Linked DNA regions of Mus musculus: region 1 is linked to region 2. The links are chromatin contacts, called in public Hi-C maps. All regions are on one chromosome and are shown on one strand. Each heading gives the region's core, a stretch centred on a gene start, on an enhancer-like site or on the middle of the called end of the contact. The rest is flanking DNA. Distances are from core to core; before and after follow the strand shown. Region 1 overlaps Col23a1 (collagen, type XXIII, alpha 1). Region 2 holds the start of Zfp354a (zinc finger protein 354A).

Region 1 (6,930 bases), core at 2,700-5,199, 480 kb before region 2:
TGTTGACGATTCATCAAATTACAAGGCTGGAGGGGTCTGAGATCCCAGCCGGGGAAGTGTGCATTCCTCTATGAAGGCTCTGTGAGTCTTGTACCAGCCTTCGCTAGGGCTGGCCAGCGGGTGGGAGTAGGGGGCAGGCCCCTCCAGGCAGGTCAGCCCCATATGGTTCTGATTTCTCAGGCCTGGCTGTTTGCATACACATGGACTAGTCTGGTTTTTAACCATTTCCCAAACTTGAGTTCCCTGCCCCAGGGCAAAGGAAGAAAGGGCCTCAGTGTGGAGGTCCAGCTGTGGTTTGTGCCCTGCTTGTGGCCTGCTACTCTTTCCAGAGACCCTAGGTCTGGGTGCTTTGCCGAGTAGCCTCTGTACCCCAAGTCGTAGCAAGCTCTAGACTCACAGGTGTGTCAAGTGGCACGAAGCTGAGGACAGCTATGAATGCAGCCAGGTATAACATTGTAAACTTATTTAAACTATTAGGTTTTTTTTTATTGTGTTTATGAGTTGATCACATCATTCCCAAGTGTGAACTTTGCAATAGATGTACAGTTGAGGGCTGGTGAGATGACTCAGAGGGTAAAGGTGCTTGCAGCCAAGCCTGACAACCCAAGTTCAATTCCTGGAACCTACATGGTGCAAGGCGAGAACTGACTACTGAAAATGGAATTGTCTGCTCATCTCCATAGGAAGACATAGCATGCATAGTCTCTCTCTCTCTCTCTCTCTCTCTCTCTCTCTCTCTCTCTGTCTCCCTCTCCCCCTCCTTCCCTCTCCCTCCCCCCCCCACACATACACACACAAATAAGTATTAGATGTACAGATGATGACATCATTGTGCAATGTCAAAAGCTAGAGATTTTGTCAAGTAACAACCACAAGGTTAAAAAATAAAAACAAAACCCATTACCACAACAAAACCCTTCAAACCAACCAAATTAGCAGCCGTGTTGAAAACAAAAACAAAACTGGACAGTTCACTTCACTACACAGACTTTGGAATTGTCTAGAAAAGCAGGAAGGCTTCCTAGCCCCTGGGACATGCTCTTGCCCTCCCAGGCCTGCACTGCCTTCTCAGGGTTACGGCCCGAGGGCCCTTGCTCCACTCTTTCCTTTTGCTTCACATCCGCTGGCTGCCTAGGAGAGTGACCCGCTGGGTGTAGGGGCACGGGTGTGCAACCCTTGGCCTGGGCCTCTTTCAGCCGTGATACTCTGAGCCATGGAAGCAGCTGGCTTCTATTTCGTGGCGAGGGCTTGCTCAGTGAGTGGCCCGTGTTGGCTGGAAGCAATTACATCTATGTCCCCATCAAACACCATGGCTGGAAGAGAAGGTATTTAAAGGACTAAGCCTTTGAACTGATCCCAAATATCTGCTTAAATTACTTATTCACCCTTTCCTGGTATTTGGTGCGGAGGAACACGATTACCTTGTCAGGTATCAGGAAAAATTGCCCCTCTTCGGGGAGAGGGAATAAAGGGCCTTGATTCCCAGTGGGTGTGGAAGAATGGAGTTTGAGACTGGGGAGTTGAGCTGTGCCTCTCTGAGATGCTTGTGTGCCAGGGAGCACTGGACATAGTACACAGGCTGGGGCATCCTTTCAGCCCCAAACAGCCTGCTGTGTGACTTGGACTCTACTGTGGATCCAGGGACCAGTGACAGAGATAGCTCACAGTTGACGGAGGCTCTGTGTGTGTTCTGTGCCTCCTGGTTCACGAGCAGAGCCCCTTGACCATATCCAGGCCAAGCCCCTGCTTTGTCTGTGGTCTGATGGAGGTACCTGTTTCTGTTCTCCCTGTCTACTCACGCAGGATCTCCTAGGCTGCTCTCCCTCCTTCTTTTGTGTGCAGGACTGATTCACAGGAGGCAGTGCACCACCGGCCTCCCTCCCTCCCACCCCAGCTCTCCTACCCCGAGCTGCAGCACGGATCTTTCTTGATTTCTGTAGACAACATAGGCATAAAAAGTAACACCACCAGCAACAAGGTTGCAAACTGTATGGCTCTAAAGTACACAGCAAAGTTGGATTCTCAGCTTTTCTTGGATCTGCTGTGAGGATTGCCCTGCATGGGCTGACGTGCAGGACTTCATTCAGACTCACGCAGTCCACCTAGCCCACGCCCCAGCTCGTACGCTTTCCTGTTGGCAGGTTTCTAGTTCTTATATTTATTTATATATTCTAAATACTATTATATAAAACTATAATTCTTATGTATACTAATTACATAATTAATATCAAAATATATAAAGGAATTAAATTCTAACTTAAAATAAAATATAAATTAACAATATTAATCATCTACAAATATAATTGTTATATTCTTATGGTACATAATTTTTACATTATGATATTTTTCTTTATTAGGTGGTACATGTGAGCTCACATTTCAGGAGCTGAACGGTCTCTCTGGTCTGTACTCCTGAGCACAACTCGCCTCCCTCCCAGACCAGCCTCCTCTATCGATCGTGTCCATCCCTGATTTTCTGAACAGACAGACAAGGAATGGGATGACAGGCTGGCTACGCCCCTGCCCTTAGACCTCAAGAACAAGCTGTCCATTTCTTCTTGGATGCTTGTGTCCTTTGGGATAGGGAAGTGGAATGGGCAGGATGGCTCTCCTGGGACTCAGACATCAGAGGAAGGGCACAGTTGACTCCTTAGTGAGGCTGGCTGCCTCAACCGAGTGCTCCTTATCAGCCTGACTCTGTCTGGGGGTGGGGACTTCTGAACCTCACTTTTGTCAGCACCCACCTGGCTTATGCTTGGTTTTTGGCTTTTCTTTTTCTTTGAGACAGGGTCTCACTGATCACTCTGTAGATCAGGCCGGCTTCAAACTCAGTGATCTGCCTGTTTACTGCTGAGATGAAAGGTGTTTGCTCGTCGCTGTTCTGTGTTGAGGAAGGGTTTCACATAGCTTAGGTGAGTACCATAATGCCTGTTTTTTGTTTGTTTGCTTGTGTTCTTTTGAGACAGGGTTCTCTGTGTAGCCCTAGCAGTCCTGGAACTTGCTCTGTAGACCAGGCTGGCCTTGAACTCAGAGATCTGTCTCCCAAGTATTGGAATTAAAGGCGCACACCACCACAGCCTGGCTTTCATGACTGTTTTTTTTTTTTTTTTTTTTTTAATGTGGCGTAGGAATTATTCCCATAGGGCTGGCAAGATGGCTCAGCGGGTAAGAGCACTGACTGCTCTTCCGAAGGTCCTGAGTTCAAATCCCAGCAACCACATGGTGGCTCACAACTACCTGTAATGAAACCTGACGCCTTCATCTGGTGCATCTGAAGACAGCTACAGTGTACTTATGTATAATAATAAATAAATCTTTGGGCTAGAGCAAGCAGGGACTAAGTCAGCCGGGCCAACGAGAATGAGCGGGGTTGACCAGAGGGAACAGAGGTCCTAAAAATTCAATTCCCAACAACCACATGAAGGCTCACAACCATCTGTACAGTTGCACTGTACTCACATTCATTAAATAAATACGTAAATCTTTACAAAAAAAAAAAAAGGGGGAGGATCCCCATAGAACCCAAGGCCTTATTTATATTAGGCACACAGACTACAAAGTCAGCTATATTCCCAGCCCCCTACTTCAGTTTTTGTTCTTATATCACACCTCCCTTTCCTGAGGCTGCAGCCCTGTCCCCGCCTGATGTGGGTTTGCAGGTAGGTAGGTGCTCACAGCTACTAAACCCTCTTGACACTGACCACAGCCTAATGTGAAGCTGGAGCTTAGGTGACTTGTGGATCTTTCTCTGGATCAGTCGTAGGCTTCTAGGATGGATTTCTTGCTACTATCTGTAAAATGCCAAACTGCCCGGAGCTGAGAATAAACGTTTGTTGAACAATGTTTACACATGACAGTGATTCCATGAACGAAAGGTCCAATTTCCCACCAGCCCCGGTGTCTGAACGCCGGTGAGCACTAGGGGGCGCCCTTGATTTGTTATCTGCTAGTGAAAGCCAACTCCTGCCCTGGTGTCACAGCGCTAGAGGCTCTGTACTTAGTATGCTCACCCAGGCAAAGCTTGCTAGCCTCAAGGGCTCCCCCTGCTGGACTGAATGATCATTAAGCGACAGGAACTGTCATTCACTGAACCCGGTATGAGTGCCCAGTCCTGGAGCTCCCAGGAACCATCCACTTGGATCTCCTAATTGCTACCAGGGATGCAAAGAACATAATATCTATGAGGAGTGAGATATGCCTGAGATCGCACAGTCTATGGGGACCCCAAACTCATTCTTTCTCAAGTCATGGGAGGCGGCAGGAACAGCTTCCTACTCACATACTGTCTTCTCCCCAGTCTTTTTATGACTTGGCCCAGTTCTGTGAACAGGCTCCTCCACGCAGTAGGCTGTGTGTGGTGAAATGAAGAGAGGTGCCAGGCAGCAGCCAGTCTGCAGGTACCACTCCATGGCTGGTTGCTGGCAACCAGTAAGCAGCCGGCCCATTCTCCTCTGCTGGCCTCTTGTGGTACTGTTTCCTCTTCCAGAGTGACCTGTGGGCAGGAGGCCCCTGTACCAGGAAGGTGCAGAAACAGGAGAGGGTGTGCGGCCCTGGAACCTGAGCAGCGGACCCAAAGCGCAGGCCCCATGACTGCCTGTGGTCATCTCTCTTTCCTTGGCTGCCTCACACGTGACATGATGGGAAACTGAGGAATGGAGAGCCTCACCCCGACCATGGCAGGACTGAAGAAGTACCTGTTTTGTTCTGCCTGGGGGAAGGCTGGGAAGGAAGCCCGTATGGAGGACCTCTTCTGCAAGCCCAGCTGGCTCTGTCTTTGAGGTTCCAATCTGGGGACTATTATGGGGGACTCAGGAAGTGGGTGTTCACCCCTCCTCCCTCTGCCCAGCATCTTGGGGGCTGGGAGCTGCCCCGCAGGGGTCAGATGGGAGTGAGCCAGGGGATGTTAGAATTTAAGAAAGCATATGAATTTGGGGGGTATTACAGATGAATCATTTAACTAATTACATTTTTACAATCAAAGCTGTTTTTGAACTGGAAGAGTGTAAGGAAGCGTCTGAGTGTGTGGTGGTCATGGCTTTTTTTTTTTTTTTTTTTTTTTTTTGTTCGCCTGATTAATTCCAAACAGTCCAATTGAGTTATTCACTTGGAAATTGGTCCCAGGCTGGAGCCCTGTCTCAAAGACCACATTTCAGCCCCCAGCTTACTCTGTCCTTTGGGACCTCAGCTGTCGATGCCTGACTGATGTTGGAGGCTTTGCAGGTCCTGCCTCCCTGGGTACTGTGAGTTTAACCAGACGGGGCCTGTGGGTGGTGCTCGGTCCTGGGAGATGCCTGCGTGAGGGTTTCTGATTCCAGTGGGACCTGCCTCATGCCCCATGAAGATCTGATTCCTCATTAAAATTTTTTATTGTGTTTATTTATTGTGTGTTGTGCGGGTTGAGAGTGTCGTGGTAATTACTTGAAGGTCAGAGGACAACTCCCAGGCGTCGGTTTTCTCTTTCCACCATGGGGGTCTTGGAGAGTGAACTTAGTGGTCTGGCTTCGCAGCAAGCACCTTTGCCTGCTGAGCCATATAGCAGGCCCCAGATCCTAACAGAAGGTTTTTGCTCAGGCTGAGCCTCATGTCCTGGCAACTCTTCTATCTCAGTTTTCAATTCTATCTTTGTCAATAAACTACTGTAGACTTCTCCTGGTGAGATTCCTCCTTCCTTCTGCCTCTGCCTCAAAAGCAGGAGACCTTTAAAACATGTGGTGGGAGGAAAACATTATTTAAAATGCTGGTCATCAGAAGTATTTCCGGAGGCTGGAGGTAGAGCACAGTGGAAGACTGCCTAGTGTGCAATTAAAATCTATTTTCAATTTCTAGTACTGCCAAACACACACACACACACACACATGCACACACACACACACACAGAGACACAGACACCCACACCACACAGACACACACACCACAGACACAGATATACACACACATACACACACACACAGACACACACACCACACACTCACACAGACACAGACACACACACACACACACAGAGACACAGACACCTACACCACACACAGACACAGACACCCACACCACACACACAGACACACACACACCACACACTCAAACAGACACAGACACACACACACACCTACACACACACACAGACACCTACACCACACACAGACACAGACACCCACACCACACACACAGACACACACACACCACACACTCAAACAGACACCGACACACACACACCTACACACACACACAGACACCTACACCACACACAGACACAGACACCCACACCACACACACAGACACACACAGACACAGAGACACACACACCACACACACAGACACAGAGACACACACACCACACACACATACACACAGACACAGACAGAGAGAGACACACACACACAGAGACACACACACAGACATAAACACACACACACCATAAACACACACACACACACACACACACACACACACACACACACACTCTGGCAGGCTCCGTGGCAAATGTCTGTAATCCTAGTACTTGCAAGATGGAGGAGGCAGGGAGACCAGGGATTCAAGGTCATCTTTACTATGCAGGAAATTCAAGGCCAGCCTGGGATACACGGAGCATTTGTGTGCACATAATCAGATAACTAAGACAGGACTTGATTCTAAATGAAATTCACACAGGGCTCATATATATTTTATACATAGAGCTCAAAGGTAATCTTATTTTATATTTATAATTTAATTTTTGGTGTTTTGAGACAGAGTCTCATAGTCTAAGCTGGCCTGGGATTCTCTGTGTAGCCCAGGCTGCCCTCAAATTTGTGATCTTCCTGCTTTAGCCTCCCAAGGACCTGGATTAGAGATATGTGTCATGGTGTTACAAGTTATCTCTCTGTCTGTCTCTGTCTCTCTATCTGTATGTGTGCATGCATGTATCTGTGTGCATGCAAGTGTATGTGTGTATGT
Region 2 (6,783 bases), core at 2,378-4,877:
TTCACTTATACATTGAATGAAAACCACCACCACCCCAAATCATCACACGGGGTCTCTCTAGAGCCCTAAGCAGGGGCCTTCATCTAGACCCCGCTATCTTTTCCTTCATTCCTGCAGTGGCGCCCTAAGGTTGTCTGGCTGCATCTCAAGTTCAATCCATCCTCCATAGTGCACCTCACAGCACTTCCTGAATGTAACAGCTCTTTGTAACAACTTACAACATTATATACAAATAAAGACTCTTTTTCCGGGCCCATTTTTAAAGGGTACATTGTTGCCTCCTCACCCTTCTCTCTGTGCACACAATTTTCTTTCAATCTAATCTCGACAGTGCTCTGAAACCTGCCTCACTCCTTGACACTCTCTGAGATGGTGGCTGTCAGAACAAGGACATACCATAGTTTCTTCAGCTGGTTAACTAAGAGACCTTTCAATTGTTTCTGATTAGAACCAGCTTTCTGAGAGCTACCCACAAGTACAGTGGCCATTTGCAGTGCAGATGCTAGCAGCTCCCATGTCCAGGACACAGCTCTTGGAACAGCACCAAGGCCCTCGTTACAGGATCCCTACATGCATAGCCTTCCCACCGTTTCCTTTTCCTTTACATTTTGAACTCCAACCTGAGTGAGTTCTTTATCATCCCTTAAATATACCATACTTCTTAAATGAGCTCTGAAAACGCAGCCCTCCTCAGAAACAACCAACAAGAAAAAAAAGACCCCAAGAAATTCATTCGGGACATGATCAGAAGAGAATAACAGAGCTAGCCCAGATTTCAGTTTCCCTCCACTGCTCTTATCTAATTTACGGATAATTTATTGAGTTGTTTGTTTACTTTGTTTCATTGGTGTGTGTGTGTGTGTGTGTGTGTGTGTGTGCGCGCACGCGCGTGCTGGGAGTTGAACCCAGGGCTTTTTGTGTGTTAGACAGGTGTTCTTACCACTGAGCTCCATCCCAGTCCCTGACCACCTCTTTCTTCTTTAAAGATTTATTTATTTTATATATATAAGACATTGTCATTGCCTTCAGATACACCAGAAGAGGGTGTCAGATCTCATTACAGATAAGACATTGTCATTGCCTTCAGATACACCAGAAGAGGGTGTCAGATCTCATTACAGACGGTTGGGAGCCACCATGTCGTTGCTGGGATTTGAACTCAGGACCTCTGGAAGAGCAGTCAGTGCTCTTAACCACTGAGCTGTCTCTCCAGCCTCCCACCCCCTCCACCCCGGCCATCTCTTGTGGACTGAGAACCTGAAGACATTTCCCAACCCACACTCTAAGCTGCACCCTCTCCTTATTCACCACACTGGAGCCTGCAGAGACTGCCAGGCCTGCGCACACACTCACCGAGAGAGAAGCCTCCAGGGCCTTCTTCCTCCACCTTCCAGGGATCCTCTCCTTGCTGCAGCAGGGAGATCACTTTTGGTTTGGTAAACGGGAATCCTGCTTGTAGACAAGATGAGCTCAGTAACCAGAAGCCTCAAATGTTTCCCTCACAAGGCCCTTTGCAGAAAAACACATAGCAAAGGAGATGGGCAAGAGGTTCCAGAGATGGAACAAAGCTCTCTGCTGAGAGATGAACCAAGCAAGCATGGAATGACTGCTGGTTGGGAAGATGCCCAGACTATGAACCTTTGCTTCATACCAAGGGAAGCGGTGCCCTCACTGCCACGCCCGCTCCACTGCACATGGGCAGTTCCAGGCCTGCTGTGCAAAGTGTGTGTCAATGCTTACTTATAAGGTCATATTTGTAAGGCCTGAAGGCAAAACTCTGCTAAGATTTCACAATGAAATCTCCATTTGGAAGAGAAGGCACGAGGTCTCGCTTGTGAGTCTCTGCCCACAGGGCACTCTCTTACCCAGCGAGGCCAGGTTGCTGTAGTTCTCCAGCATCACCTCACGGTACAGGCTTCTCTGAGAGGGAACCAGCTTCTTCCACTCATCCCGGGTAAAGAGCACGGCCACGTCTTCAAATGTCAACGACACCTGTGAGGGACAGACAACTCCATGGGAGAAGCCACCCTATAGCCTCAGGCTTTGACACACATGTGCAGATGTATATCCTCACACAGAGATACAGCCATCCAAACACGTGACCAAGTACATGAGAATACGCATATACACATGTATGCACACCACATCATACATACATACACGATAAGAAAAAAACTTTCATGGAAATTGTACAAGCAAAAGATAAAACCATAAAGTGGGAAAAACAACAACAACAACCAACCAACCAACCAACCACCACAGACTGGAGAAGGCTTGGTGAACAACATAAGGATTGTCAAGAAGAAAGAAGAAAAAAATAGAAAACCAATTTTGGTAAGGGCAGAGAATGAAACAGACAAGTGCGGGAGGCAGGACCAGAAAAAAAAGGAATTTTCTCAAGTACGTATGTGTATTCTGTCCCAGGTACCTGGCAAGTTACTTGTGGAATTTGTAGGCATACACCAGACTGGCACCAGGCAACAATAGCCTGTCTATCAAGAGATACATAAGACTGGAACTGTGAACATGGGGTGTGCTCCCCACAGAATCCACCACCCACGGAGGGAGGACCAACTGCTCCAAGGAGGGCATGGGCGATGAAACCCGGTGAAGGCTGAACTGCGTGGATAACTGTCAGAAGGAAAACCAAACAAAATCCGCTCCTTCTGCTACGAAATGAACCGGCAAGGTGCTTACCTGAGATGTCGCTTCCCATTGCTCAGGAGCCATCTTCTTTCTGAAGGTTCTTCTTCCAAAGATGGGTGAAGATGAGGGAGGATCTGAGGGTGGAAAGAAGAAAGGAGTAGTACCTGTTGCTCGGCACCTGTCAGAAGCAGCATCTCCGAAAGTGTCCCATCATCTGAGCCTGGCTCTTCTGCCTCAAGAGAGGGAACCAGGAGCTGGGGGTGGGCATCAGAGAATCGACAAGTCACCAGTCTTCTTGTCCGTGGATGTCCAGAAGCAAGATTCAGGCGACACTGTACTCCATAACCGAGGGGACTCACTGAGCTCCCATGTGAACACCCTTAGACTGTTCACCACATCTCAGCAGGCACTTTCCAGCCCCTTTGGGAAGGAAATTGAAGTCTGAATGCGGCCACAGTGGGGGCGCCTCCGGTTTTGCCCCCTCAGATTGACCACGGGCAGGGACGGTGTTCTTCCTTATAACACGTTGCCCACCCGACTGCACTGCTGCTGTCAGAGATCGATTTCCAGAATACCAGGGGAAAACTCCAGAAAGGGGACCAATAGTAGCCCAGGACAAGAGAGCTGCACGGAAAACACAGCCTGCGTGGTCACTGCCCGGGCGGTGGGGAGCAGGTCACTTGCAGTCCAGAGCCAAGGCCACTGGGAGCGCGCGTTCTGGGGAGGGGGACGCGCAGGAGGCCGCCGAGCCAAACCCAGCCCAGCCCCTGTCTGACGTCCGAACATATCGAGCCTTCACTCACCTTCCCTCCTCCGGCTCCCGCCGCGCCTCACATATGCTCTGAGCCGCCGCGGGTAAGGACTCTGCACGGGGACCTTGGCCCCTAGCCTCGAGCCGCGCCACAGACGCCCTAAGACCCGCGAAGGCTCACGGGGGGGTCAGATCTTGGGGTCCAGAGGGTGGTGGCCGCGGAGCCCTCTGGGAAATGTAGTCCACTTCGAGACACAGGGATTCTGGGATTTGAAGTTCCTCGGTTTGTCTGATGCACAGATTACTTGGAAGGTCAGAGTGGACACCGGGAATCAAACACCTGCTTGTTAGGTAAATAATAAAAGATGTTGCAGGTTAGTGGAAAGGAAGCTGGCACGAAGTACCCTTTAGAAGAGCTTTTTTTTTTTTTTTTTTTTTTTTTTTTTTATAAGGTATTAGTAGGGCTGGAGAGGTGCTCAGCGGTTTAAGAGTCCTTGCTGCTCTTGTTGAGGACCTAGGTTCAATCCCCACTACCCATATCAGTTGCTCACAATGGCCTGTAACTGCAGTGCCTGGGTTCCAATACCCCCTTCTGGCATCTCCGGGCAGCGGATGCATTCCATGCTCATACACACTCACTCATACACACAAGTAATAAATGTCCTTAAAATTCTTCTTTTCCCACAAATAACAACAGCGGGGAGGGGGGAAGTTATTAGAATCAGGCTGAAGGCAGCCACGATGGAGATCTGACGGGCAAAGCTTATCAAATATCCTTCAGCTCCCAAGGACAGGAATTCTGTATTCTTACAAGTTTGGGGAAGTTTGTGTTGACACATGGCCCAACTTGTGTGCCAGGAGTCAAAAGAAAAGGTAGGAAGGCAGTAGATGCAAGCTAAGTTATAACTCAAGGTTGTCTGGGGTGTCTGTTGGAGCTAGGGTGGCAGCTGAGAGAGGAAGAGAGAGATAACTTAGCTCTGTGAGCCTTGTCAATGTCACAGCACATTGCTTGTATCAACTCTCAGTCCAAAGAGGGAGAGACTACAGGAGTGTGTGGTCTGACTTTTCAGAGTACGCTGTACAGTCTGTGTTCTAACGGTCACGCACCAAGCCCTATTATGAGCCATTTGAAAAACTGAATAAAACAAATGTCATTATCCTGAAGTACTTTATTTTTTGTAAAAGGCAAGAACCAGACAACAAGCCACGAACATAATTAGATAGGGATCTAGAAGATACCTGTAATAAGACCAAAAACAAAACAAAAAAACAACAAAACAAAAAACAAAAAAGAAGAAAAGACAAACAACAAAAGAAGGGTAGGGCAAAGCAAGGGCAGCCTGGGCAGACAAGAATGAAGCACGGGGTTGAGGCAACAACTCAGGAGAGGCAGAATTGTAGCAGTTGTAGTTTTGTGGCTGTGACACTCACTTGAGAAGAATAACTTAAGGGTCTAAAATAAAGGGCCAGTTTGGGGCCGTGGTTGGCAGGTTAAAGTCCTCGCCTGACTGACTCCATTGACTGTCGGCTCAGAGCAAGGCAGCAGAATGTCACAGAAGGACAAGGAAGATGAAAGCCGTGGAGCTGAAGGCAGCCAGGAAGCAAAGAGCAGCTAACAGGAAGGGGTGGGGCCAAAATAGACCCTTCAAGGACATCCCTAGAAACCCATCTTCTCTAGCCAGGCCACACCCCCTACAGCTCCATAACACCCCAAAACTGGTTGAAAGACTGAGTCCATCAATGGGTTAAGTCATTGTGTATGTAACAGCCCTTATGATGGACTCCTCCGTGGATACGGCTTATCAACGCAACCAGATATGGGCTTTAGCAAGCTTTTGGGTACCCCTCAATCTAATGAAATTGACAATCCATAGCAATCAGGACAGAGACATTACAGGAAGAGCCAACAGATAATTGTTTTAGAATTTTTTATTTATGAGGACCCGGAAGAAGACTCAGTGGTGAATCGCTCCCTGCCAAGCCTGGTAACCTGAATTCAATTCTAGGAACTCACATAGTGAAAAGAGAGACTGACCTCACACATACACTGTGCCACATACATTCATATATGCACAATAAATACATGCAAAACATTTTATTTTAATTAATTTGGTGGTGGTACTGGAGAATGAACCTGAGCCTCTAGCAGGCTAGACAAGCATTCCACCCCTGAGCCACATCCCCACTCTGTAGAGAAAATCGCTTACGCGCATCATCTGTCAATAAAAAAGACTATGGCCAATGAGCTGAGGCAGGAAATAGGAGGTGGGACACTGGCAGGAAGAGACAGGATTCTGGGAAATAGTGGGAAAAAAATAAAAGGAGATGATGAGAGAGATGTGAAAAAGCAGCAGCTGAGCCTGAAGGACAGGTAACTAAGTGGTAGACAGAATAGTTTGAATGGGTTAAGTAAGCTACAAGCTAGTCAGAGAATGAGCCAAAGCTATGGCCTAACCAACTAATAATAAATAATTAGTCCCAGAGTTGTCATTCCTAGAGCAGGGGATAGAAGAAAAAAAACATTTTTTTTTTAAACACCAGCCCTCTTTTAACTTTTGAGACAGAGTTTCATCAAATTGGCTAGGCTAACATTGACCTCACTCTGCAAAAGCTGGCCTTGAACTTTGAATTCTTTTGCCTCAGACTCCTAGATAGCTGAAGTGGCAGACTCTCCCAGGCCAGGCTAGTAGGTATTGTCAGTCACACAAAAAAAATTATAAATACACCCAGCCCAGCCCCACTCCAGTTTCTTGGTGCCACAGAGCAGAAATTAGTAGTTAGGGTTTTGATTCTTTTATCAGCACTTAGAAGCCAAGCTTAACCTGTCACCATTCACATCTGCTTCAGTTACAACTGAAGCCACAATGTATTTGTTGCAGCTCAGTAACTTTCAAAGCTCTTATCTGAGGCTTATTTACTTCAAGGTATTCAAGTAAAGTTTTATTTCTAGTTGTTAATATTATCTTAAGGCTTTCTTTTTTATTCTGTCAACATCCTTGAAGTTTATCTTTGAAGATGGTTTTCTTCCGTTTCTTGAAACAGAATTACTGTGTCAAGGACTGCTAAACCCTAAGGTGTTTAGGGTTGGTCTGATGCTATGTATACAAATGCTAAATTCTGAACCCCAAGATCTTGCTACCCTCAGATGAGTGAATTCTCACATACACTGATCTTTGCTGTGTAAACCTTCCTCCCCAATTTTAAGCCATTGGTTACATAAAAATGCCTATAGCCAGTCACTGTGGAGAGTAGAGGTAGACAGGATTTCAGTTACCTGGTGGAGGTAGTGAGGAGGGACCACAAGGAGAGAGAGAGAGAGCTGGAAAGGAAAATAGAGAATGGGAGGAGAGAGATAAGGAGACCACCATTAGATGGGATGGACCATG

Evidence for each region. A called contact is a pair of places that touch in the nucleus more often than the background predicts.
Region 1: a Hi-C map of stem cell-derived neural stem cells shows a contact between it and region 2, with 2.3 times the contacts expected there. The contact joins the enhancer-like site here to the promoter of Zfp354a in region 2. A contact is called at or near these places in 5 of 39 promoter capture datasets (embryonic stem cells, hippocampal neurons, liver and 1 more), 19 of 484 Hi-C or Micro-C datasets (the HL-1 cell line, the N1E-115 cell line, adipose-derived mesenchymal stem cells and 9 more), 5 of 115 datasets of contacts at active chromatin or transcription factors (astrocytes, embryonic limb bud, embryonic midbrain and 2 more) and 1 of 9 other capture datasets (macrophages).

Annotation. Positions count from the first base shown.
Region 1 is chr11:51,536,875-51,543,804 of GRCm38.p6, reverse strand. The region is part of intron 5 of Col23a1 (collagen, type XXIII, alpha 1); the gene reads right to left. Among named protein-coding and RNA genes, the nearest start is that of Phykpl, 44 kb to the left of the region's middle. Within about 2 kb of position 3,949, at least 38 of the 459 cell types and tissues checked have an H3K27ac peak or open chromatin away from gene starts, as enhancers often do. A contact at or near this core is called in stem cell-derived neural stem cells, where this site is marked.
Region 2 is chr11:51,056,069-51,062,851 of GRCm38.p6, reverse strand. Zfp354a (zinc finger protein 354A) reads right to left here and starts at 3,627. Exons shown (of 5, transcript NM_009329.4): 1 at 3,450-3,627; 2 at 2,698-2,780; 3 at 1,866-1,992; 4 at 1,354-1,449. The coding sequence starts at 2,730.